Linked DNA regions of Mus musculus: all the other regions are linked to region 2. Evidence: chromatin contacts called from public promoter capture Hi-C data. All regions are on one chromosome and are shown on one strand. Each heading gives the region's core, a stretch centred on a gene start, on an enhancer-like site or on the middle of the called end of the contact. The rest is flanking DNA. Distances are from core to core; before and after follow the strand shown. Region 1 holds the start of Vmn1r233 (vomeronasal 1 receptor 233). Region 2 holds the start of Zfp947 (zinc finger protein 947). Region 3 holds the start of Zfp40 (zinc finger protein 40).

The links. Promoter capture Hi-C pulls out the DNA fragments that hold promoters and counts their contacts.
Region 1: a contact with region 2 is called in a promoter capture Hi-C map of hippocampal neurons, with 3 times the contacts expected there. The contact joins the promoter of Vmn1r233 here to the promoter of Zfp947 in region 2.
Region 3: a promoter capture Hi-C map of hippocampal neurons shows a contact between it and region 2, with 7 times the contacts expected there. The contact joins the promoter of Zfp40 here to the promoter of Zfp947 in region 2. A contact is called at or near these places in 3 of 39 promoter capture datasets (embryonic stem cells, hippocampal neurons and liver) and 1 of 9 other capture datasets (adipose tissue).

Annotation. Positions count from the first base shown.
Region 1 is chr17:20,992,379-20,996,083 of GRCm38.p6, reverse strand. It overlaps Vmn1r233 (vomeronasal 1 receptor 233), which reads left to right and starts at 1,398. Exons shown (of 1, transcript NM_134202.1): 1 at 1,398-2,357. The coding sequence starts at 1,398. The coding sequence ends at 2,357.
Region 2 is chr17:22,164,051-22,167,585 of GRCm38.p6, reverse strand. Zfp947 (zinc finger protein 947) reads left to right here and starts at 1,609. Exons shown (of 5, transcript NM_177596.3): 1 at 1,609-1,767.
Region 3 is chr17:23,191,945-23,195,568 of GRCm38.p6, reverse strand. It overlaps Zfp40 (zinc finger protein 40), which reads left to right and starts at 2,341. Exons shown (of 6, transcript NM_009555.2): 1 at 2,341-2,494.

The DNA.
Region 1 (3,705 bases), core at 149-2,648, 1.2 Mb after region 2:
GGGAATTCTAGTGCTTATGGGGGTCACATAATGTTTCTTTAAAAGGAAACAGAGTTTCACTCATGAGGAAGTTTCACAAGGGCCCCTGATAAAAGAAGCACTTTATGTTTGGTGACACTGTTTGGGCTTGTGGGAAATTTATATCGATGAGGTTTAGCTTTATTGAGCTCTTCTACACAGTGGGGATTGTAGACAATGATGGACTTGATCATAAGCTCTTAATGGATGATTCATTAGTACATTGTTTGTGTCACAGATTGTAAAATTGTACACTGATTTATACAAAGTTTTCCATGAAATATTTGGAAATAACTTTCATAAATAAAATCAGATGTAGAAGTTCTCAAAGCAACAAATTGACAGTAGTAATAACTTGTGCTTTTATCTAATAAACATAACATATATTCAGAACTTCTAGGCTTACAACTATTATAATGTTATGCTTGTAATAAGGAGTAAAATGTGCTTCATAAAGCAATGAAGTCTTGACTGGAATTTCTTATAAATACAGATCTCATTTGACCAAAACTTGGTTGAGGAAGTTCCAGATTGAGGAAGCAACTAATGGAAACAAAATTCTCACAAACTTGAAAATACACAAATTGATTAGAATGCCAGGAATTTTTTCTTAGGGCATTAGAAGGGGTATTTAAATGAAGTTATTTATAAATATAATTTCTTCCTGCCTTCAACCATTAGGACTAAATTGTTTGTTCACATGTTAGAAAACATTCTCAAGGAAACTAAATATGGGAAGACTGACCACAAAATTGGGTTCTTTGGAATATCCTTTCCTCTCTCTCCTACATTTTGCTCTGAACTTAAATATTCTAATCAGTGCTATCTATTATTATAGGAATCACATCTCCACCAGTGTGACTGTTTGAAGCTGTCATGTATCACATTGCACGTTGTAAATATACCCTTAATTTACAAAACTCAATATTTATTTCATTAGTTAGAAAACCCCATTATTTGGGTATCAATAAAGAGATTATCTGGGATATTTACTGATTTGGTTGGCATCTAACCATATTTTGTATGGGTTTATGCTTATTTTCCAAAGTTACATGTATGCCATTTGATTATTGTCCAACTGCTTCAATGATTGTTTCAATTGATATGTTTCAGATATTAGATGAACATGCATAGATATTTTATGCCTGTAGTGTTAAGGGGACATTTGCACTTTTTCATATATTCAAGAGAGTATGTATATACAAATATTTGAGTGCTTTTGTCACATTTAGTAGCTTTCATTTGTACAATTGATGTCAAATTTGAAGATGCCCTACAGGTTAAATATGTCTTATGAACTCATTTAGGATAAAGAATGTTGTGTATTCTGTGATACACTACAGGTGTCCACAGCCTTATCTTTTGGCTTAGTATCCTCAATGAGAGGAGGAACTGACTGCATGGATGCCAGTGAACTGTCTGTAGGAGTGATCATCTTGTTTCAGACTATGATTGGTGTTTTGGCTAATTCTTCTCTCCTCTACCACTATATGTTTCTTTACTTAACAAGGGACAGGTTGAGGTCTATAGACTGGATTCTGGTGCACTTAATTGCAGCCAACATCTTAACAGTACTGTTCAAAGGCATACCCCAGACAATAGCAGCTTTTGGCTTGAAAGACTTTCTCAATGATATTGGATGCAAATTGATTTTCTCCTTTCGCAGAATAGGTAGAGGTGTTTGTATTGGCAGCACTTCTTTCCTCAGTGTCTACCAGGCCATCATGATCAGTCCCAGCGACTCCAGACATTCAGAGCTTAAATTAAAAATGCACAAATGCATTGGTTATTCTGTGTACCTGAACTGGGTAATTCATTTCATTATAAGCAGTGTTAATCTTGTGCATATGAGGGCAAAATATAGCAATGAAAGCACAACAAACCTAAAATCTTTTATATACTGCTATGCTGTGCGTCATGATCCAACCAGTGACATCCTGTATGCAGCATTAGTGTCAAGTCCTGATATACTTTTGCTAGGACTCATGCTATATGCCAGTGGCTTCATGGTTCTAACCCTGTATAGGCACAAGCAAAGGATGCAACAAATGCCCAGGATGAATGTTTCTTCCAAATCCACCCCTGCATCCAGAGCCACTAAAACCATCCTCCTACTCGTTAGCATATTTGTCTCCTGTTACACAATCTCTACTATATGTCAACTCTTAGCAACTCTCATGCATAATCCCAGCTGGTCTCTGGCAAATGTAGCTGCAATGTCCTCTTTGGTTTTCCCCACTGTTTGTCCCTTTCTCCTCATGAGTCATGACTCTCGGGCATCCAGCTTCTGCCTGCCCTTGAAAAGGAATATTTCCCCAAAGCCTCTAGCCAAGAGCTAACCTGAAAGCTTCTGGTCACTTCTAACATGGTTATTGAATTATTCTGAAAGAATTGTATGCATAGTAATAGTCATGACAAGTGACTGTGGAGTCTTTGCATGAAAGGATGCATATCCCTGTGATGCAAATGAGTGTGTTCACTAAAATATGTGTGTGTTTGTATATGTATGTATATTGTGAAATTATGTGTGTCATTTTGTACACAAGCTAGTAAAATGATATATCTAAATTATTTTCATTATACAGCATGCTATATATTTGCATGATCATGTGACATAGTTAAAATATAAACATTAGTGAAAATTAGGTAAACTTGCAAACTTTAGGTCTCAGGTAAAAGTAATTAAATAAAAAACACTAAATCCCTTTGTCTTGTGCTTTCTGAATTTGGGATGTTTTACCATGAAGTAAATACTATACCTGTTTGATGGGAGTCAATGTTTATATCTTTTTTTTTTTTTTTTTGGTTTTTGGAGACAGAGTTTCTCTGTGTAGTCCTGGAACTCACTTTGTAGACCAGGCTGGCCTCGAACTCAGAAATCCGCCTGCCTCTGCCTCCCGGGTGCTGGGATTAAAGGTATGCGCCACCACCGCCCGGCTGTTTATATCTTATATATTTCTTTGTTCTGCTGCATTCTATTCTGCAACCTGTTATTTTAAAATAGAAGGCACAGTTATGCCATGCAATTACTGTTACCCTTGTGAGTATATGACAGTGTTATGTTATTTCCCTAATCATACCCACAGTTTGAATTCAGACATATATATATATATATATATATATATATCTTTAACATCTTTCAATGTGCAAGTGGTGCACTCATAGCTCAAAGGAATTTTCTACTTTGGATATAGCTCTGCATACATTTTCAAAATGGAAACTAATGAAATGTGACTCAAGCCTGCCACCTGAGTTTCCTCATGAATCAATGCAAAACAGGCAATATGAACTCATTGAACAGATCATCTTAAACCAATTTCAGTTCACATAGAGAATGTATTTCTGTATGTATGATTTATATTTGACTATTACAATTTTGTGCTTTATATTATCTCTCTATTTCTACATGTTGCTGATGAAATTCACTTCTTAAAATATTAAATAATCAACATGGACAGTAATCTCTTCAGTGCTGAAGAGATAGTTCAGCAGTTAAAATTTTGTTCTCTCCTCACAAAGCCTAAAGTTAAAGTCCAAGTATTAGCTAACCTCTGACTGTAACTCCAAATCCAGGAATGCCATGTCCTCTTCCTGAAACCCCAGGCACTCAAACATGAGTACAAAACTTAAAAACAATGAAACTAAGTCTCAAGACTACTTTGCTTTCTTGATCCCCATACTCTGTGT
Region 2 (3,535 bases), core at 360-2,859:
GATATATTAATAGCATAGACCATAGATACGTTCCTAGTTCTAGCACTCATAAAAGCATATTATAAAGATTGTGTATGTCTTTTACCTTGGAAGTGAATAATCAAAATCTGGGTAGAAACAACAGTTGAGATTATATATTTTCCACAACACATTACAAGCAAGTGTAAGACTTCTATGATAAAAGATTCAAGTTTTTTTTTAAGAAAGAAATTGAAGAATATACTAGAATGTGGAAAGATCTCCCATGCTTGTTGATGAGGAGGATTCACATAGTAAAACTGGCCATCCTACCAAAAGAAATCTATATATTCAATGCATTCCTTACCCAAATACCAGGTTCTGTGTTATAGACCAGAGTGATAAAATGATGTGTCAGACACAAATGCCCTTTCCCTTGAGAATTCAAGTATTATTACGTCCATTTTCCTTACCGTTCTAACCCTGACCATGAATCCTGTCTGCATGGAATTTTAAGTACTATAAACTCACATCAGAAGGCATTTTATTTTTCCTGGCTATCAAAATTCTGTTGTAGTATCACTATATTTTTTCTTACATGAACTGGGGCTGATGCTGATGTTTTCATTCATGTTATGATTGTCAGACTATTTATAGGAAAATATTTGTGCAAACTATTTGCATTATCTATTTTCTTTGCTATTGTGGCCATTTCAAATCTCTTGGAGTTTAACTTTATCAGTGCTTTCCAACTGCCCTGTTGTACAGCTTTTGTTTCTACAGAGTGACCTTTGTCCCTGGAGCTCCCCAGAGAGCTTGCAGAGCACCCTCCCATCATTCTCTGTCCCATCCGTTTTTATCCACATTTTCATCTCAGTGGTCCCTCTTATACTTCATGTATGCTTTGATACATGCTTTGGAAGGAAGCCAAACTTTGTGAGTCATTTTTAGTATTGTGTGTTGGGGTGCAACATAAGAAATTGGAATTTATCTCTTAAACTCTTGTCTCCCTTGCCTCTACCTCCCTAGTGCCTCCCCCTGCCCTCCATTCCTTTCCACCCTCTCTCCAGGAGGGCATGGCCAGCCTCCACTTACCTACTCTCTCCTTCTGTCTTTCTCTGCCTCTACTACTCTCTTAACTCCCATCCCCATGCCTTAAATAAACTCTTTTGTATACTTGAAAGAAAGAAAGAAAGAAAGAAAGAAAGAAAGAAAGAAAGAAAGGAATTTAGGGTCTTGGTTATATTTTGCTGTGCGATTGTAGCCGAGGAGGCTAGTGTCCCAAGCTAAGAAGTTAGGCTGCCTGTTTATTATCTGAGGGTTTCAGAACTCACTCTCAGATGTCAGAGTGCAGCATCATTCAGAACCAGTTTTTCCTAGTCTGTCAGCAAGCAGCAGGGAGGTTGTGCAGAGCAGGTCCACAGGTGGAGCTGTGTGGCAGGAAGCTGATGACTGAGCGGGAGGGAATGGAACCCCCAGGGCAGGGATAAAGGCAAGAGCAGGACCTTGACCAGAACAGGAAAAAAGCAGTAGTAATTAAGGAGGGGAAAGCTCTTGCTCTCAAACTATTTTGGGAAACCACGTGACCATAACCACGGTTTATTGGGCGGGTCTAGGAGAGCAGCTCCTAAGATCCAGTCCTGGGTGACAGGAACTTCCACCGATTGTCTTTCTACCTTCCGGTTTCTGCATTCTAGCTCTCTCTGGACCCGGAAAAGTCTCCTCCGAAGCATTTTCTTGGCTGCGGACCTGGGAGAGTCAGCAGTTCAGCTGCCAGCACTGCAGCTCGGCGGCCCCGGAAGGTCCCAGGTCAGAGGAGCTGCGGGGCTGGGAAACGGGAGGGAGCAGAGCAGGGGGGAGTTTTCCGCAGCTGCTCTTAAGGACGCCACTCTCACAGTTCTGTTGTAGATGTCTCACCACTGATTAGAAGTTTGAGATCCTGTGACCTGGGATTTATCGTGATTCTTTAAAAATGTATTTTACAATTACTGGAATATTCAGTCATAAAATCACTGGTAAACCAGAACACCCTCCCCGCCCCAACCTAAGCTCCCTGGGACAAAACCACCAACCAAAGAGTAGACATGCAGGGACCCATGGCTCCAGCTGCACACTTAGCAGGAAATGGCCTTATTGGTCATCACTGGGAGGGGAGCCCCTTGGTCCTGTGCAGGCTCAATGACCCAGGGTAGGGGAATGCTAGGGCGCTGAGGTAGAAGTGGGTGGGTAGGTGGGGGAGCACACTCATAGAGGCAGGGGGAGGGGATAGTGGGTTTGTGGAAAGGGGATAACATTTGAAATGTAAAAAAAATAACCAATAAAAACATGAAGAAAAAAAAAACCTTGTAAAAGAGCGGTTGCATTATCTATTTCCTAATGAGCCAATTACAAAGATAGTGGAAAGTAAATTTGTTCTTGCTTTCTTGCCTTGTTTTACTAATTGCTTATTCAAGAGAATGCCTTTGGCCCGGTTAATAGGCATCCCCAGAGAGCTTTGTATATAATATTATATGAGGAATAGTGCAGATTTATTGAACCAAAAATTATACTTTATCGAGCCCTACTGTTATGGGTGTAAACACTAATATTTACTAAGCAAACTTTTTAGTGGCCATGAACTTTTTAATCAGAATTGTATGCAGTTTAGGATGTAAGTAAAACATTCAGAAATATGTCTTCATATGCTGAGTTCTTATGTTACTCCTTGGGTCCAAGCAAGCCCAATATTGCAGATCTTAGACCAGACTATTGATTAAAAATAAAGTTTTAGAAAACATCTTTTTACTGAAGGGGTCTGCAACCCTATAGGTAGAACAACAATATGAACTAACCAGTACCCACAGAGCTCATATCTCTAGCTGCATATGTAGCAGAAGATGGCCTAGTCGGCCATCACTGGGAAGAGAGGCCTCTTGGTATTGCAAACTTTATATGCCCCAATACAGGGGAATGCCAGGGCCAAGAAGCCGGAATGGGTGGGTAGGGGAGCAGGGCAGAGGGAGGGTATAGGGAACTTTCGGGATATCATTTGAAATGTAGATAAAGAAAATATCTAATAAGAAAGAAAGAAAGAAAGAAAGAAAGAAAGAAAGAAAGAAAGAAAGAAAGAAAGAAAACAAGAACTGGATTTTTCATAAGAAAAGGGAATTCATTAGCTCAGATTTGGGGAGAAAAATGTTAAAACAGCATGGCACTATAATGTGCACTGTTATAATATGCACTCTAGCAAATGGCACCATTGCAAGGGTCATGTGAATTAAAGAGAGCTCATGTGAAAAGACAGAACTCTAAGGATGGGGATATCACAATCAGATACTCAGAAAGCTAGCACAGGCTACAATGAGAGCTGCATAGTTCTTTCTAATGGCCACTGATCAATGATATGTCATTAATTCTATGTCTTCAAAGTCTCAAGTCTCTTCGGGATGCATTTTCTAATACTTACTGAGTTTTTCAATTCATCCTCATTTCATCTTGAATTCCCTTCAATATTACTATCTTTTTAGTGAATTTACTTTCAAGCTTCTTTGTTATTTAATTGAGCTGTTTATCTTCTCTCAGGCTTCATTCATATCTA
Region 3 (3,624 bases), core at 1,092-3,591, 1.0 Mb before region 2:
TATAATAGCGTCCCTTTCCTAACATTCTTGTCAGAATTTGTTATGTATCCAAATGAGGTTCATTCTAACTGAGGTGAAAAGGAATCTTAAAGAAGATTTGTCTGCCTAGTCTCCAAAGCTATTTATAGTGGAATATTTGCTAACATGACTGGAGAAGTACCCAAAGTAACTGCACAATCTAATAAGAAGACATGACTGTACAAGCATATATTGTGCCTAATGACATTAAAGGCCTCAAGGCAACTACATTGGAAACTCTAAAGGAAATAAACAGATATCCTGGCTCAAATCACATACCAAAATTATACCAACATGAGATAAATAAATAAGTGGATATTTAAGCAACATCAACAGTGAAGCAGTAGTAAATGTACACCCTCTGGGGGGGGGGGAGTGGAACACCAAGAAACAGATTGATTCATCAAAGAATTCTGTCAAAACTCCAGAGAATAACTGATTCTGAAGCTACTTATAATATTCCTTCAGTTAAAAGGGAAACAAGATGTCTAGACTCTTTATGAAGCTAGTGTTACATAGCATAGAAAATGAAGACTCAAAATGAAAGTACAGATTGATGTGATATCTACGATGACGATGATGGTGATGTCCCTTTCACATGATATATTTCACTTAGTGCACCCTCTCATTCTGAACTTCATTTCAATCCTAGATCATTCTTCTAACAATTCTCTCTCTCTCTCTCTCTCTCTCTCTCTCTCTCTCTCTCTGTCTCTCTCCCTCCCTCCCTCCCTCCCTCCCTCCTTCCTTCCCCCTGTTGAGAATTAGCAAAACGGCAAAGTCACCATCATGTGGAGAAAGCCGTAGTGTGCAATATGATATGAATTCAGTTCTAGTTTGTTAGTTGGGCTAACTGACCATCAACTTCCTGAGACATCTATTTCCTTTCAAAATCCCGAGTTCTTCAAATGTCTTCCCCCAAGTTAAAATTTTAGATGTTTGGCTGGTAATAGTGAAGGTCTGTGAGAGAAGGATGCAGATGGCTTTTCAGTGTCACTCCAATTTGCATAGTTATGAAAATAATTACCCAGCTTCCCAGTAAAGCTCTCCAGATTGAGTTGTTAATGTCTAAAATTTAAATTATTTCATATAAGTGTTGGATGCACAGTTTAAATTTCACTTCTGCCTTTAAACAGTGCTACTTGTGTATTTTCTTTTAATTCATCATTTCCTTTGACTGAGACATCCCGCTCCCGTACTTTGTCTTCAAGCCTGATATTCTGTCTCCTACCTGTTCTGAGTTATTATTAGACATTGCAGTTTTGATTTCTTGCTTCACTTCAGTTTGGACTTTTTCGATGTTTCTAGCTACTTATTGAATTCAATCTTCATATCTTAAGTCGTCCTCATTTCCATCAGCATTTGCTATCTGCCCCCTCCCCCCAACAAATCATTTTGTTCCTGTCTTTTTTTAGTTCATTTACATGCTCAACCTGCTTTGTTCTCCTTGAATTTGACTCTTGGTTTTTGAGCTATGTATCTTTAAGATACCACTTACAGTGTTTTCCTTAAAGGACACAGCTATAGTTTTTTTTTGTTTTGTTTTGTTTTGTTTTGGGTTTTTTGTTTGTTTGTTTGTTTGTTTGTTTGTCTGTTTTAGGTCAAGGGCATTTTAACCTTAGGTTTACTATAATGTTGGGAGCGGAACAAAAGTCAGAATTTAGGGTGTCGGCTGATTCCTTTTTGCTGTAGTCCAGAAGGCTAGTATCTCAAGATGAAAAGTTAGGCAGAATAACTTCTATCTGAAGACTTCAGAAGCCACGGTCTGGGTCAGACCTGGGTGCAGCGGACTAGATCCAGTTCTGGTCTAGCTGTCAGCAAGCCTGGTAGGTGGGTGGGTGGGACTGTGCTGAGCGTGTGCAGCGCAGCCTGACAGCTAGAGCTGTGTGACAGGCTGTCCAATACTGACTAGGAGGGACCTGCCTCCGCGGAGCGGGGATACTCGCCTGATCAGAAGGCGAGGAAGTTTTTAAAAACGAAAACAATCGGATAGACTTGGAAAAAAAGAAAGAAAGAAAGAAAGAAAGAAAGAAAGAAAGAAAGAAAGAAAGAAAGAAAGAAAGAAAGAAAGAAAGAAAGAAAGAAAGAAAGAAAGAAAGAAAGAAAGAAAGAAAGAAAGAAAGAAAGAAAGAAAGAAAGAAAGAAAGAAAGAAAGAAAGAGAAGAGCTTGGGAGGGGTGGGCTTACAAAAAAAAAAAAAAAAAAAAAAAAAACCCTCACGTAACCGGAACCAGCGTGTGGTGGGCGGAGCTAGGGCGGTGCTCCAAGGAGCCTGCACAGAGTGACAGAAAAATTCACCATTCACTGAGGGACCGGGGAAGCTGCGAGGTCCGGAATCCGGGGTGGAGGACACGGGCTTCTCTAGGAGGGCGTGAAAATTCCAGGCATCCACAGGTGCCGCGAGAGGAGTCCTGAGAAAGTCATTAGTCAACAGCGCTGTAGCTTGAGCCTCAGCCCGGCAGCCATAGAACGCCCAGGTCAGAGGAGCCGCGGGGCTGGGAAACGGGCGGGAGCAAGGGTGGAGGCTGCTCAAAGGAAGCCGCTCTCACAATTCTGTAGTAGATAATCTTTTAACCATGGATAGCCTACCATTGTCGGGAAGATTGAAATCATATGAACAGGGGTTTATCGTCATTTTTGCATTTATCTTATGCTGGCCAGAATATTTTCATAAAATAATCTGCTAGAGCATTTGCATCATCTGTTGTCTGCAAGCAGGCTTCTCATTGCTTTGTAATAGTTACAAAGCTGCTGGAATTTAAATTCATGCATGCTTTTTTCTAACTTCTGTGTTCTACTACTTGCCTATTTCAGAGATTGTCCTTTGCCCCTGGGACTAAGCACAGCAGAAAGCTTTGTAGATACTAGTCGCATGAAGAACCAGTGCAGATTTGATAGAATCAGAATATACACTGTGACAGAGCAAAACAGTGTAGCGGTTCCTCCATCTTGTTGTATTCCTGCTGAGACCGTTTCCAGGGTTAACTAAAAAATTATTTTCTTGATGGAGAATCCCATGAAAAAAACGACCCAACTCTATTCTAGGTCAGGATGTCCTAGCTAACCTACCATACTTAGCCATTGATTAAAGTTTTTGAGTAACCTCTTCCAGTCAACCTTAGATCCTAGCTGCTGGTGTGCTGGAACCTCCCATCAGGATGGCTAACCTCCTATTTTAGCTACTGTTAAAAACTGCTTGCTTCAAACTACTTACTCTGCAGAATGGCCCCAGCAGCTGCTATGCAAGATGCCTGGATGAGGTCCCTGCCCTTAAAACCCCTATGTTTTGGACATTCACAGAAACACTTAGGTCCCTGAACACTTGGGTGTGGTCTCAACCGGCTGGAATAAAGACTTTGAGTGGGCTATAAACTGTTTGAGTGGTCATCTCTGGCCAGCTACCCATAGCAGTACTTTATTAAATGCCAAAGTTACTGCTGTAAACATTAATGTTTACTAAGCAAATTTTACTCCCTGTTAATTTTCTGTCTTGAGATGTAAGCACTCTATAAATACAGTATTTGGAGTGTAAATACACAATTCAGAAATGTGTAATCATGATTTTATAGTCAGCAAACTCAGTTTAGATTAAAACTAAAATTAGAAA